Regions from separate parts of the Mus musculus genome. Here region 1 is linked to region 2. Evidence: chromatin contacts called from public Hi-C data. All regions are on one chromosome and are shown on one strand. Each heading gives the region's core, a stretch centred on a gene start, on an enhancer-like site or on the middle of the called end of the contact. The rest is flanking DNA. Distances are from core to core; before and after follow the strand shown.

What was found. Hi-C and Micro-C count contacts between places; a contact is called where the count stands out from the background.
Region 1: a Hi-C map of liver shows a contact between it and region 2, with 2.2 times the contacts expected there. The contact joins two enhancer-like sites. A contact is called at or near these places in 1 of 15 datasets of contacts at CTCF or cohesin (the NIH/3T3 cell line), 2 of 484 Hi-C or Micro-C datasets (embryonic fibroblasts and liver), 3 of 115 datasets of contacts at active chromatin or transcription factors (the NIH/3T3 cell line, cardiomyocytes and heart atrium) and 1 of 9 other capture datasets (embryonic stem cells).

The regions. Positions count from the first base shown.
Region 1 is chr15:97,168,583-97,171,728 of GRCm38.p6, reverse strand. The region is part of intron 1 of Gm33149 (a long non-coding RNA gene); the gene reads right to left. Among named protein-coding and RNA genes, the nearest start is that of Gm32885, 2.9 kb to the right of the region's middle. Within about 2 kb of position 1,443, at least 10 of the 459 cell types and tissues checked have an H3K27ac peak or open chromatin away from gene starts, as enhancers often do. A contact at or near this core is called in heart atrium and liver, where this site is marked.
Region 2 is chr15:97,004,487-97,007,474 of GRCm38.p6, reverse strand. Slc38a4 (solute carrier family 38, member 4) reads left to right here. Exons shown (of 16, transcript NM_027052.3): 13 at 1,531-1,655. Among named protein-coding and RNA genes, the nearest start is that of Gm32840, 38 kb to the left of the region's middle. Within about 2 kb of position 1,619, at least 63 of the 459 cell types and tissues checked have an H3K27ac peak or open chromatin away from gene starts, as enhancers often do. A contact at or near this core is called in heart atrium and liver, where this site is marked.

The DNA of each region.
Region 1 (3,146 bases), core at 194-2,693, 160 kb before region 2:
TTGTGCTTAAAACAAACTCTCCCCCTAAGCTAGAAACAATGGAAACTGGTGTAAAACCATATCAGAGAGAGTCTTCTGAGAGACAGAAGCAGTCCAGCAGGAAAATGGGTCAGGAATGAGCGATCTCTGGGGAGAGGGGGGAAAAGGTGAGAGAGCTGGGGTCAGGAATGATTGACATCCAGGTAGAGAGGGGGGAAAAGGAGGTGAGAGAAATGGGGTTCTAAGGTAGTTACAGGAACTTAAAAATAGCTGTTGTGGGCTACACAAAAGTTAGATGTTTGTATACCATACGTTTGACACGTCTGTCTGTCTGTCTACCCCAGCAGCTGGCTTGTAGTAGCTGTGTTGGAGCTCATCCATCACAAGGCTGGTTTGCGAGTGTGCACTGATTTGAGGTGGAACCCATGGCAGGGAGACGCCCTGCACTGCTCTGACTCTTTCCCGATGAGTCTTTATATAAGCACTTTGCTGGAAAATGCTTTCTCCACATTTCCCCCAGAAAATAAGCTATAGTTCCACACGTCAAACTAAGAATGTCTGTGACAAGTCCCCAAAGCAGCAATGGACCAATCACATGTGCCATGCAGGGGGTGAAGAGACTAAAGGCTCAACAGGATGCATCCGGCTATACTGAAATTGCATCTCAAGTGGCTGGAGAGAGGGCTCGTTGGTAAAGAGCATTTGCTGCTCTTCCGGACGACCCAAGTCTCAGCCTTACATGGTAGCCCAGCAACTGCAGTTCCAAAGAACCTGACGCCCTCTTCTGGCCTTCTCAGACACTGCACACATAGTGTGCACAGATATACACACAGATTAATATCTATATACATAAAATAAAAGTAAAATATCTTGAGCATCAGATGAAAATACGTCTCTGTCCCTTTTACTCAAAATCATGAGCCGTTCACTTGAAGACTGAAGATTGGTCCTACTACCCTGTAACAGGTAGGGACTGAGGGATGCTGGGAGATCCTGAAGGCCAGGTCCACTTTGATATGTTAAATAGGCACCTCGGCCATATGTGCTGCTTTGAAATTTAACACACTGGATTAGATAAAGGTCTTCAGCCTCCATCACAGCCTTCACACTGCACATAGCAAGCTCCTTTCACTGTGAAGGTCAGATGAGCCATCTGCAAACAAAGAGAACACTGAGAATAAGTCCCGGATAAAAGTAAGAACAGAAAGATCTCCTGACTGTGCAGTGACCAAAAGGCTCCTCGGTCTTTTACATTTTATGGTGGACAGAGAAAACTAAGTCGACTGCAAACCTGCCATAGTGAAAACCCTTCAAGTTATAATATAGGAGTCCTTGGCAGGAAGACAGCCCTGGCTGCTTGGCAAATCCCTCCCTCAGGAGCCAGGCTCCACATCTGAGCACCTGCCAGTTCTCGGTTTACACAAACGGACTGTGTTGCCACACTGGACACTTGACAGGAGCCCGATGTCCTCACAAAGTACAGGGTACTAAATTTAGGATCCTGGCTGTGCCACTAGAAGATCTACAAGGGTCATCCTGACGGCTCCAGTGGCTTTCCAGAATCTGCTGCCAGAGGCTTCCCAAATAGCTGAAGTAATTTGACTGCTCCAGGACAAAGGCCAACTAACCCAGGACTCAGCCCGGGTTCCCTGTAGTGCCCCAGTCCCCTAAGGTTCCAGGCTCACTTCCTATTTGAACCAGGCCATTGCAGGGCCTGAACACACGACAGGCAGAGGAGACTAAAGCAGATATAACACACCTAACCACCAAAACCCAAACGGGAAAACAGACACTCCAGAGACTGTGGAGAGCGCACAGGGCATGACTTAGAGGCATGAGGTGCACAGTGAGAGAGTCACTCTCCTCCACTGTCTTCAGCTGAGAAACTTTGGAAGAACCGAATGGCGGAATTTATCCCAGCTTGGTTCTGCACAGGTGGGGCAGGCTTGCCTTCAGAGCATGTCTTGGGCAGCAATGCACAGGAAACAGCACAGCTCTGCTGAGAAGTTTCTAGATTCTCCAGGTACCAGGTGACCGTTACTCCATGCTTCCAGAGCATGCAGCTTGTATACTTGTGTGCACGTTGCCCAGAGTGCAGGCTGGGAGCTGGACGTGGGTTCACCTATTATCCCTATAAAGGCAGGCCCTGCGTGCTGCTCTCCTTAGCTGGCCTTGAGCTAGAAGTGTCTGTCACGTAGTCAGCATGTGTTGAAGGACTGCTGTTACCACAACAGAAATATCCCCCACGCATCACAGTTTCTCCGTCACTTCTGCACGCACAGACTCCGAGTGCTTCCGGAAGAGATGACCTTATGTAATTTTTCATTACTGCAGGCTGGCATTAGTCACAAAGAACAGTCTTTCTAACCAAAAGAAAAACTCTGGACTCAATTATTGTACTATCCAAATGAGACAGTGAAATTCGAATAAAGGTTAGGTATCTTTTTGTTTGTTTTTTTGTTTTATTGTTTTTGGCTGGAAATACATCCATATTTATGGTTGATAAAAACTAAAATCAGAGTGGACCCTTCCAATATTGCTTCCCCTGACATTTTCTAAAGTATTGGGATAATTTTAAAACCACTCCAAGCTTTGGTTTCCTCCCCAGAGCAAGCCCCTCGTCAGCGAGGGAATCCTGTCTTAAATCCAGCTTTCTTAGGTAGGCTGCGCTGGAGCTCCTGTCTAGGTTGCCTTTCAAAGGCTGTCTAGCAGAACTGCTGGGATGCTGGACTGTGAAAGGGTCTCACAGCAGGGCACAGCTGTAACTTCATGCTGAGTGACAGAGAGCCACCATGGACATAAGTGGGACAGATATGTCACAGAGGCTGCATGATATCTTGGCCCACGTGGCTTCACGATGAAACCGAGGAAGCCCACTCCACATAGTAGAGCTAAGTCATTCCAGCCTCAGGGAAGGCAAAGACATGAGTTCCCAGAACACCGTATGCACACCTGTCAAATGTAACTCCTGCGTGTTTCATGGTGAAATGGAAGCAGGGAGCCATAGTATGGCTTAGTGCAAACCCCTTTCAGTGTGCCCTTGGCAGAAGCCTCCACCTTGGAGTCAGTCCCTAAATGCTGACTGACTCTAGTTGGTTGCTTGTACCAGCCACTGACCCTCAAGAGGTAATGGGGAAGATTTTCTTGGGCAGTTGGGAGGAAAAATA
Region 2 (2,988 bases), core at 370-2,869:
TCAGGCATCAGGCATCTTAACAGTTAACATCATTTACTTCTTCAAGAAAGTGTAGGGAGATGATTCTAATCAAATACAAGTGTGTTATCATATTTGCACACTGGTCAAGGTCTCTCGCACCCTAGTCACAAGGAGTCAATACAAATAGGCATTTTTAACAAATGCCTACAGCCGTCTTTTGAGTTCTGTCAACAAGTGGGTACTGCAAGACATGCAAAGCTTTGGAAAACATATCAGTTATTTTAAGATGGAAAAAGAAACATACATATAGTACACACACACATTGGAATTTCAAAAATTGACTGCAAAGTTGTAAATAAATGTAGTTCTTCCTCCTCCTGGAATCTCCATTTTTAAAAAAAAAAACTGATTTGGTAATCTATTTTTTTAAAACTGATTTGGTAAGTTAAATTGAGTGCATGGCAAATTGGAAGGAAATGACTCGGGAAGAGCCGCCATTGCTCAGGAGTCTTTTCCCTCGGGTTAATATTTGACTGTTAACCAAGCACTTGCTCTTGACTTGGTATTACCTTCCCACTGGTTATACGTTAAAGTCAAAATCAATGCCACTGAATGTGTTTGCACCCTTTGTCTCATCTGGAGAGTAACAGCAGGGAAACCAACTACACGGGATTCCTCTGAATCCATGTACCAGTTGCATCTTGGTTTCATATGTATCTATGTATGTTTGGGTCTGGAATTCTGAATGGCTGTCTTCAAAGAAGGCATCAGACAGACCTTAGAGTAAAATGGCCGAGGGATCCAGTTTTAAAAAAAATCACATCGATTCATCCTTGCATGTTTGTCTAATGATTTTTGTAAGATAAACAACCTTTAAAACCTCCAAGGGCCTGAGTTTGGATCCCCAGCCCCTGTGTAAAAGCTGGGTATGGAGGCATGAGTCGGAAACTCCAGTGCCAGGACTGGGGAAACAGACCCAGCCCAGGGTCTTGCTGGCTGACAGCCCAGTCTAGCCAAAATGCAAAGCTCCAGGTCCAGTGAGAGACCCTGCCTCAAAAGTAGGACAAAAAAGTGATTGAGGAAAACATCTCAACATCAGCCTCTGGCCTCCACATCACACACACACACACACACACACACACACACATGCGCAAATGCACGTGAGCACACAGAGTTGCAGTCCTAAAAATTCCACGCTGAGTACAAAGAAGCTGCATAAGGATTAGCTGGACAGACAGACAGACAGACAGACAGATTGGAGGACAGTGGTGGTGTGGGCAGAAGCTGGTGGGGAGGGCTTGGGCTTTTCACCCCCTTAACAGGAACACGTCGTCCTGGTTTGTTCTGCTTCTTCATAGCAGATATAAATTTATTAACGATGCAAACTATCCCAAGAAGCTTCCTAGCAGCTCTTCACCCTACACTACAGCTTTCTGAGCTGTCTGAAGGCCCAGGCCGGCCTGGGCCTCTTCCTGTTACTGCTACACGCTTCTGTGAGGAGCTGGTGCTGACTCAGCAATCTCCCCCACCCCCACCCCCACCCCCACCCCCGAACTCTTCATCTTTCAGGGGACGTTGAAGACGAGCTGCTGCATGCTTACAGCAAGGTCTACACATTTGATACGGCTCTTCTCATGGTGCGCCTGGCAGTCCTGGTGGCAGTGACACTGACCGTGCCCATCGTGCTGTTCCCGGTAAGTACATGGAGTTCTGAAGAATTGGGGCAATGTTCTGACTCGGTGTGAACTTAGGTTTCTATGTGCTTGCAGTTCTGGGTCCGGGCCCATTATTATTTTCTCATAGAATGTAGGACAACTTAAGGTTGACCAGATAGATAGATAGATAGATAGATAGATAGATAGATAGATAGCAGTGTTACTGCTTTTAAAGTATGAGAAAAATACATGAATTCAAATTTATTTTTTTTATTTATTTTGTGTTTGGTTGGGTGTTTTGTTTTGTTTTGTTTTTATGTATATGAGTACACGGTAGCTGTACAGATGGTTGTGAGTTATCGTGTGATTGCTGGGAATTGAATTCAGGACCTCTGCTCGCTCCAGCCATGCTCTCTCTGGCCCAAAGATTTATTTATTATATATGTAAGAACACTGTAGCTCTCTTTAGATGTGCCAGAAGAAGGTGTCACAGTTCATTTTCTTTCTTTCTTTCTTTCTTTCTTTCTTTCTTTCTTTCTTTCTTTCTTTCTTTCTTTCTTTCTTTCTTTCTTCCTTCCTTCCTTCCTTCCTTCCTTCCTTCCTTTTTTTCTTTTCCTTCTTCCTTTTTTTTTCAAGACAGGGTTTCTCTGTGTAGCTCTGGCTGTCCTGGAACTCACTCTGTAGACCAGTCTGGCCTTGAACTTAGAAACCCTCCTGCCTCTGCCTCCCAAGTGCTGGGATTAAAGGTGTGCGGATGGTTTTGAGCCACTGTGTGGTTGCTGAGATTTGAACTCTGAGCCATCTCTCCAGCCCCATGAATTCAAATCTAAAAAACAAAACAAAAACAACAACAACAACAACAAAAAACCCCAGAGCTTGGGCTGTTATCTATAAACTAATAAAATATATAGAAGTGCTTATGACTCTGGAAATGAGAGAGCCAAAGCCATATAAACTTTAAAGATCACACTGCGTCTTGCTTTGATGGTATTTCAGTTTGTGCCTCGGTTTGTGCTGATGCCGCATCTGCAGGTCAGATTATTGACTCTGGCATCTTGATGGGTGATGGGAAGGAGACCCATTAGATAACATATTGGAAGAGATTGTTTTCTGACCTCTCCCCCAAAGTGGACACGTGCCTTCTGGCATTTGGGATCCCTGCTTCTTGGCTTAATCAGGGTATCGCTTTGTCCTGGGTTCACAGCATTGGGCTGGTGAGGGTGTGAGCCGCACCCAGGGACAAACACAGGTTTTCACCTCCCTGCCAACTCTGTCCCTTTTGTAAACATTCAGTTTACTCATCCATTTTAGCGATGTAAAAATAAGCGACTCAGTAGCCAGCCTTGCTGTGTACAAAATGTTCTGCACAGGA